3 separate regions of the Mus musculus genome follow, and regions 1 and 2 are each linked to region 3. Evidence: chromatin contacts called from public ChIA-PET and HiChIP or PLAC-seq data. All regions are on one chromosome and are shown on one strand. The core of a region is the stretch at or near the end of the contact, and the rest is flanking DNA. Distances in the headings are between cores, read along the strand shown. Region 1 overlaps Il12rb2 (interleukin 12 receptor, beta 2). Region 2 has its middle 39 kb from the start of Il12rb2. Region 3 overlaps Gm38825 (a long non-coding RNA gene).

What was found. ChIA-PET counts read pairs in DNA pulled down with a chosen protein or histone mark. HiChIP or PLAC-seq counts read pairs in DNA pulled down with a chosen protein or histone mark.
Region 1: a contact with region 3 is called in an H3K4me3 HiChIP or PLAC-seq map of the SCID.adh cell line, with 2.4 times the contacts expected there. The contact joins two enhancer-like sites. A contact is called at or near these places in 2 of 484 Hi-C or Micro-C datasets (CD4 T cells and group 2 innate lymphoid cells), 3 of 115 datasets of contacts at active chromatin or transcription factors (the SCID.adh cell line, embryonic stem cells and memory CD8 T cells) and 2 of 9 other capture datasets (embryonic stem cells and liver).
Region 2: a contact with region 3 is called in an RNA polymerase II ChIA-PET map of memory CD8 T cells, with 41 read pairs. The contact joins two enhancer-like sites. A contact is called at or near these places in 2 of 484 Hi-C or Micro-C datasets (CD4 T cells and nephron progenitors), 4 of 115 datasets of contacts at active chromatin or transcription factors (the 230-238 cell line, bone marrow-derived macrophages, large pre-B cells and 1 more) and 1 of 9 other capture datasets (embryonic stem cells).

Annotation. Positions count from the first base shown.
Region 1 is chr6:67,347,022-67,349,721 of GRCm38.p6, reverse strand. All of the region lies in intron 7 of Il12rb2 (interleukin 12 receptor, beta 2), which reads left to right. Among named protein-coding and RNA genes, the nearest start is that of Il12rb2, 28 kb to the left of the region's middle. Within about 2 kb of position 1,436, at least 37 of the 459 cell types and tissues checked have an H3K27ac peak or open chromatin away from gene starts, as enhancers often do. A contact at or near this core is called in the SCID.adh cell line, where this site is marked.
Region 2 is chr6:67,414,189-67,416,888 of GRCm38.p6, reverse strand. It overlaps the pseudogene Gm4761. Among named protein-coding and RNA genes, the nearest start is that of Il12rb2, 39 kb to the right of the region's middle. Within about 2 kb of position 1,423, at least 35 of the 459 cell types and tissues checked have an H3K27ac peak or open chromatin away from gene starts, as enhancers often do. A contact at or near this core is called in memory CD8 T cells, where this site is marked.
Region 3 is chr6:67,182,655-67,185,354 of GRCm38.p6, reverse strand. All of the region lies in intron 1 of Gm38825 (a long non-coding RNA gene), which reads left to right. Among named protein-coding and RNA genes, the nearest start is that of Gm38825, 2.7 kb to the left of the region's middle. Within about 2 kb of position 1,439, at least 53 of the 459 cell types and tissues checked have an H3K27ac peak or open chromatin away from gene starts, as enhancers often do. A contact at or near this core is called in the SCID.adh cell line and memory CD8 T cells, where this site is marked.

The DNA.
Region 1 (2,700 bases), core at 187-2,686, 160 kb before region 3:
TTTACAGCCTGAATGGTGCTGCCATCATGACGTCAGGTGACCTACTAAGGTCTGGAGCCCTGTTATAATACTTTGTGTAAATTACAAAGAAATTCGGGTATATAATCAACTGCTTATTACTATCTGTAGCTTTGTTTTGTGAGACAAATTCTTACTATGTAGCCCTGGCTGACTTGGAACTTGGCTGACTATGTAGACTTTGGTGGCCTTGAACTCAAAATGATCTGCCTGCTTCTGCTCCCCACACGTTGTGATCAAAAATGTCCACCCCTGTGCACAGCTGGAATTTTTATAATATTGTGAACACCTAAGTCGTTATTTGCAAAGGTGGAGTGTGCATATGTAAGAAGCAGCCTTGTGGTTGACCTGTACTCCTTGAGCTTCTAATAGTAGGGGGAGGGTGAGATGTTGGTTTTGTTGGTTTTGTTTGTTTTGAGTCAGGGTCTTACTAGTAGTTCTGGCTAGCCTGGAACTAAATATGTAGGCCAGGCTGGTCTTAGACTCAGAGACCACCCTTCAGCCTCTGACTTCCCAGTGCTGGGATTAAATAAAGGCTTGAGCCACCACACCCAGCCTCTTAAAAGTTCTTTCATAACTGATGACACTTGACAGTAATGGGCTGGTGGCATCCAAGGCCCCAAAGAGACCTGATACCTACTAGGAGACTATTATACCCAATACAGAGTTTCAACAATAAACTTCTTGTCTTCTAATAACTGTATTTCTCCATGTAAGAAAATATTTAAAATGGATTTATCTACCATGTGGATGAATGCCTCTTTTTCTGACCTACATGATCCCTCTGTTGCACAGAGATTTTCTTTGCACTATTTAATGTAGTTGAAGTAATTTTTTATGTTGTTTTTTTCAAGACAGGGTTTCTCTGTATGTCTGTTTCCCTGGCTGTCTAGAATTCACTCTATTCACCAGGCTGGCCTCGAACTCAGAGGTACGTCTGCCTCTGCCTCCTAAATGCTGGGATTAAAGGCAAGGACCACCATGCCCAGTGTAAAGTAATATTCTCTTAAAATACCTCATGGACTAGATTTTGTTTGCAAAATGCTGGTAAGAGTTTTCAAATGAGTCATATTTGATATTCAAATCCAAAATAGTAAATAGGTCTAGATAAGCTACATAATTTCATCCCATGGGGCTGAGCTACAAGCTACAGAAACTTGGGGTTTATGAATCCTTGTCATTTTACACTGATTAATGACTAACTTAGATGTGCCCAAAAAGGATTTTCTTTTCTTATTTTCTTAGCATTTATCCGACAATTTAAAACCTCTCCAAGGCAAACTAGTAACTCTAATAAGCTGTAAACAAGCCACCAGTCACTGTGGGGCTGGTGTGCTCAGAGCAGAACAAGCACTCAGAGAGCTGAAACATGGCCCAGCTCGCCCCGCTTGCTTCCTTTCAATGCCTGCATCTTGCTTTTCCAGTTTGATCTTTCTGTGGGCTGTCTTATACTCTGCTCTTACTTTAAGCTGTGTGGTTTACACCCCTTACCACTCTTCTGTCATCAGTTTCCCTTTGAAACACCAACTGATGCAAACCCAAACGTGTGAAATTTTTTTTCTAACACTTCTTCCTTTTAACCCTTTTAAGTGTCTAGTCACACGTAAGGCACTTTACTCTCCGAAACTGTGAATGATTTATGGCTCTTTTTCTGTAGCCTCAGCTTCTAAAAACTGGAAGGAGCATGATATCCCCTGTGGCCCAGGCATGGCTATGTGTCATCCCACCTTCATGAAGGCTGTCTTTGCTCCATGTGTGCCCCTTCCTTTGCTGGTAAATTTGACTCCAGTCATGGTCTTCCAGAGAAATGACCACTAAGGGAGGGGAGAAGAAAGGAAACCAGGTCAATTTCTGTGCCATAAATCAGAGAAACAGTCCATAACTCATCATCCATCCAAAGCAGTCTCGACTCTAGGAGCGAAGCTATATTTTCTTTCTAGTAAGAGAAAACTCATGAATTTGAACTCAGAAGTATCTAGATCTATGTGTGTTCACCACTCACAACACCTATCAGGAGGCTCCACTATGATGAGTAGGCCTTCTTCTGTATACGTGGCTCTCTGCTCACCATACATTAATTTGGGAAGTTAACTCAGGAAGCATGGAATGCTTATCTTCAGGCCAGAGTGTCAAAGAAGTGCTTCATTTCATGGTGACAATGCAGGTGAATAAAAGATGTCCAAGAGAGAGATTCAGAGGTCCATTAAAGCCGCACTTCCTCACGTCGAAAAGCTAGGAAATTCATTAATTCATTAATTCATTTCATTCATCCATTCATATGTTATACTATCATATGTTATACTATTATCATATACTAACTAACTATTATCACCATTAAGATGGATGTGAACAATCAAAGTGTAGAGTTATTCTAACATCTCAGACCTTTCATCACAGTGAAGCTTGGGAGTTTGCAAACAGTGTATCTGCAGATACAGAGAGCTAATACTTGTAGCTTTGTATATTGTATAGTCTCTGCAATTAGTAAAAGTTGTTACTAATGTTTCTGAGCAGTCACTGGCATCAGCCAAAGACGTGGCTGCATTCCAAGAAAAATCCATTATGAATATCAACATTTGGATATTACAAATTTCCAATGTGTAACTAAAAATTATATTTCTCATTTTATAACCTTTTTAAAATGCAAAGCTATTATTATTGTTTGCTATTGTACAACAGGCT
Region 2 (2,700 bases), core at 174-2,673, 230 kb before region 3:
CCTAAAGTAGTCGTGTGTGTGTGTGTGTGTGTGTGTGTGTGTGGTTTGGGTGTGCACTTTATTTAGAGTAGAATGTTTGTAACCAGGGTGGCTCTCAGGCAGCATGGGTTTCTGGGTTGCACTCCCAGCACACTCCCAGCTTCCTCTTTTCTTATATTTTCAATCATCCTTTTTTAAAATAGAGGGACTGCCCATGACTATGGAATAGCGCAGAGGTTTTGAAAGATGTACTTTAGTGGTTTATCCTCTTTATCAAACACAATCAGTTGCAAAATTCCAAAATGTAAAGGCGAGGAAAACAAACTTCCTTCTGAGAACACACTGGAGAGCACGTTTGGGCCTCCCTTTCCCCAACTCTTAGTTACATCTGCTTCTGACGCAGCATGGAGAAGCAGACTGGGCACCTCTCTTCCACTCTGTAGACTGAGCTTGGCCTAGAGAAGCCTGAACCGCCGGACTAAATAGAGGTTTTACCTAACGTCAAGTGGACCGGTCCAAAAGATTATCTAGAGTATACCCCCACGTTTCTCTGTGACATGATGACTGAGCAAAGCGGGGCTTCTCCCTCAGACAGCTGGCATGGGGCAGATTGGATGCAGAGAGGACCTCACTGCTCCCCAGTTACTCTGTGGTTAGTCTGGCTTTGTTCATGTTTGGGCTCTTTCTGAGATCAGTGAAAATAAAATATTGTATTTTGAACATAATTAGATTTTATAAACCCAGAGGTTATGAAGTCCTGCTGAGGCTTCTCTCTGTGTGAGGTAATTATGCCAGTTGCAGAGAAATGTGCTTTAAAGGCAACTGTTGCCCACTTGGCAGACACTATTGACTTAACATATAAGAGCTGATTAAAAATAAACCATCGCTCTCTCTGAGGAAAAAGCATGATGCTAATATAAAGTAATTAGACTCGGATTCATGACTAGATTGTACAACTTCTGTGAATACCACAGTTAGGGCAAAATTACAGAGAGCTACCAGAGGCTGGACAGAGGGATACTATGTATCTTTCTCACTGCCAAGGTTAACCATTAAATCCCAATTAATGTTTCACGTTAGGGCCCTTTTAGCCATTTTACTAATTTCATAGTCATCCTAGCTCAAGATAGTGACTCTCCACCTTGCATGTGTAGATTTCCCATCATGGCTCTGAAGAAACATTCCATTCACCCTTACGCTCAAAAATACAGGCTAGTGTCTGTTTCTGTGATTTGCCTTTAGTAAATGTTAGGAATGTGATCTTAAATGAGCCATTTTTGCTCTGAGCAGTAAGAAGATTCCTGATGAGCTGTATAACAGAAAAAGGAAAAGGTAAGCAAAACAACACAAAGCTAAGAAACCATAAGTACTGACTGTGACCATAAAGACAAATCTAAAATTAGCAGCTTTCTCTCAGAGCACAGGAAGGAAATCATGAGTAGTCCAACACCAGGGCCTGCGTGCGAGGTGTGGCAGTCGATGAGTCTTCTCTTTCACTTTTCACATCCTGCCTGAAGACATGTTTCTTCCAACTTTTTCATTTTCATTAGTATATATTAGCTGTACTTATACCCGATGGGTTGCAGCGCTGCCTTTTCATAGATGTATATAATGTAGTCTGATCAGATCCACCCCCTGTCATCATCTCTTATCCACCTGCCACTCCGGCTGCCTCTTTTCCTCATCCCTGCTGGTCCCCATCTACTTTCATGTCTTTTATCATGTAATAAGTTTCATTAGAGTTCCTCAAAGGAGCATGAGTATTTTGAATACAGGAGCATCAGCAACTTACCAATGGCTACCCTACTTAAGAAAATGCCTTCTGCCACCCGGATGTGTGCTGTTCTCGTGAGAGTTGTCCCTCTTTCTAAGCCAGGCACTCCGTGAGGACGAAGCCATGTTCACCTCGAGAGACAAGATTGTGAAGCTCAATGGCAAGACGCTGGATGAGTTCGACTCTGGAATCTCTCAGGCGCAGCTCGAGCTGGAGATGAACTCCGATCTCAAGGCGCAGCTGCAGGAACTCACCATCACCGCAGCCAAGGAAATTGAAGTTGGTGGTGGTCGGAAATCTATCGTAATTTTTGTACCAGTTCCTCCCCTTAAATCTTTCCAGAAAATCCAAGTCCGGCTAGTTCGTGAATTGGAGAAAATGTTCAGTGAGAAGCATGCAGTCTTCATTGCTCAGAGGAGGATTCTGCCCAAGCCAACCCGGAAAAGCCGTACGAAAAATAAGCAAAAGCGCCCCAGAAGCTGCAAACTGACAGCAGTGCACGACGCCATCCTTGAGGACTTAGTCTTTTCAAGTGAAAGTGTGGGTAAGAGGATCCGTGTGAAACCGGATGGCAACCAGCTCATAAAAGTTCACTTAGACAAAGTACAGCAGAGCAACATGGAACACAAGGTCGAAACTTTTTCTGGTGTGTACAAGAAGCTCGCAGGCAAGAATGTTAATTTTGAATTCCCAGAGTTTCAGTTGTTAAGAAAAAGACTGAATAAAGTGTCATTCATGGTAAAAATAATAATTAATAATAATAATAATAATAATAATAATAATAATAAATAAATGCCAACTTTCCCCAACGATCATGAATTTTACATATATATCTTCGGGGAGGGTGAGGCCTCATGAGCTCCCTCAACTCAATATCAAAATGGTCTGCCTAAGAACTTTACTATAAAAGGTAAAAAGGGAAGTATAGCAGTAAATTGTGAAGTAAA
Region 3 (2,700 bases), core at 190-2,689:
GGAGGTTGAAGATGACTTTCAGGAGCTTGGGCTCGTCTTTCAGCAGGAGTTTCTGGGATGGAACTCGGGCTTATGCAGCAAGGGAGTTTATCTGCTGAGCCATTTCACTGACCCAGCTTCCTTGATGACAAACATTCTTGCAGGGCTGAGATGCTATCCCAAAGTTTTAATTAGCATTTCTCTGATGTTGAATATTTAAAAAGAATTCTTAGTGGCTATTGGTGCTTTTTCCTTTTGAGAACAGTAAATTCATCTCAATAAACCTATTTGTTGATTGGCTGCTTCGCTTGTGTTGCTATTGAATTTTTGTAGCTCTTTATACATTTTAGCCATTAGTACCCTATCCAAAGCAGAGTTGGCAACTGTATTGTCCCATTCTGTGGGCTGTTTGCTTACTTTGCTGATAGTTTCCTTTGTTGTGGAGAAACTTTTTAACTTCATGCAACGCTATGTGTTACTGTTTCCTGTGTTACTGGAGACCTGTTCAAACCCCTTATCTTGATGTGTGATCTCCATGTTTTCCTCTAGCGGTTTCAATGCTTCAGGTTTTGAACCAAGGTCTTAGATTTCCTTGGAAGTGATCTTTGTACATGGTGAGAGCATAGGTCTAATTTCATTCTTCTGTTAGTAGAGGTCTAGCCTTGTCAGTAACATTTGTTGAATAAGCTCTTTTTCCTCCTTTGTATGTTTTTGATGACTGTCAAAAATTAGGTGGCTTTAGCTGTGTGGTTTTACTCCTGTATGGGTCCTCTACTGTGTTTAGTTGATCTGTGTGTCTTTTTCTGTGCCAGGACCAGGTTCTCTTTGTTACTGTTAAACTGTATCATAGTTTGAATTCAAGTGTGATACCTGCAGCTTTGTTCTTTCTCTTTAAGATTTCTCTAGCCCAGCGGTGGTGGTGCACGTCTTTAATCCCAGTACTTGGGAGGCAGAGGCAGGCAGATTTCTGAGTTCGAGGCCAGCCTGGTCTACAAAGTGAGTTCCAGAACAGCTACACAGAGAAACCCCGTCTCGAAAAAAACCAAAAACAAAAAACAAAAAAAAAAAAAAAAAAAAAAAGATTGCTTTATCTATATATGATCCTTTGTGTTTCCACAAAAAATACTTGGAATTGCTTTTTTTCGAGCTCTGCAAAGACTGCATTGGACTATCTTTAAAGGAAATGGTATCATCTCTGTAGCTTACTTTTGCTAAGGTAGTTGTTTCCACGATGCTCATTATGTTGTGGCAGATGTGTAGGAACTCACTGATGATGAGGATGGCTGGAAAGTAACGAGTTAAGGATGCAACAAGGAAAGTAGTTCCGTCACCCGACATGCGTTTTCTCCGTAATACAAAACCTAACAGTGTTCTTTCTGATGCTCTGGAGACTGATCTTCTCATACGTATGTCTTGGCGCTAACCGTCCTTCCTCCTGCCATACCAAGCAAAGCTTTGCCTTATTTCATAAGAGCTTTGCTCTGAGCGTGAGCAGGGCAGGCAATGCTTTCTGAGAGGCTGCAGTGTCTGTCAATTCGACGGAAACGGGAGGAGGGAAGGTTCTACTGTGTGTCCTGCCTTTGTGCTGAGATGTGCCCAGGCGTCTCCCACACTCCTCCAGGGGGAGGCAGGGCAAAGTCCCAAATAGGGAGTCCACAGTGCTTCCTGGTCTCCTCTTTGAGTACCCTGGGTGCTGCCCGTGTTCCTCCTGGGGAGAGAGTCAGGAAGCAGGAGGTGGGGTCTGAGGTCTATATTTCCTGTCAGGGCATCTAAGAGCCTGGCAGGAAGGGGAAGGTGGCCTGGGACAAACAGGAGAGCCAAGCACCAGAAGGTCTAGAGGAGAGAAAGCCTTCCTCTGGAGTTTTAGGTGTACCTCTTTAGTAACTGAAGGCCTTTCCACAATGATCCTTAAGGAAGCAGCTCTCTGGGATGAGCCTTGCTTGTTCATATTGCTTCATTTGGGGTGGATATAAATACATACGCTTTATTCAGGGCAAACCAGTGATTCTGTCATGGCCTTAGTAGGGACAGAATGACAGGGTTCCTGCCCTTGGGACAGGACCAGCATGCGTGGGCCTCCGTGAGTGTCAATGTCTGCTGTGGGCACAGAGTTTGTTTGTATAATAATGTACATATTTTCACATTCCTCTGAGGAATGTCCTCCCTGTTAACATTAATGACCCCGTGATAATCAGAGACAGCGTTTGTCTGGGAAGCATAGATATGGCTAATGTCTCAGCAAAATGGCAAATTCTGGAATCTTCAGGATAGTCCTTAAAAAGAGCTCTAAAAACATGGGTCAAAAATATACAATTTCGGGCTGGTGAGATGGCTCAGTGGGTAAGAGCACCCGACTGCTCTTCTGAAGGTCCAGAGTTCAAATCCCAGCAACCACATGGTGGCTCACAACCATCTGTAACAAGATCTGACGCCCTCTTCTGGAGTGTCTGAGGACAGCTACAGTGTACTTACATATAATAAATAAATAAATCTTAAAAAAAAATATACAATTTCTCAACTATGCAAAATATAAGGATGAAATACAAATTATGAGGGGCTTCAGGAATCTAAAGGAACAGAAGCAGCTGTGCTGTGAGCCACTTGACAGAAAGACACTAAGGACAGAGATAAAGAGATTTAGGGAGTGGTAATCACAGGAGATTCCCACCCAGCTAAGTTTCATTTGTCTAAGGCAGGCAGATTGCTGAGTCCAGGGTCCGC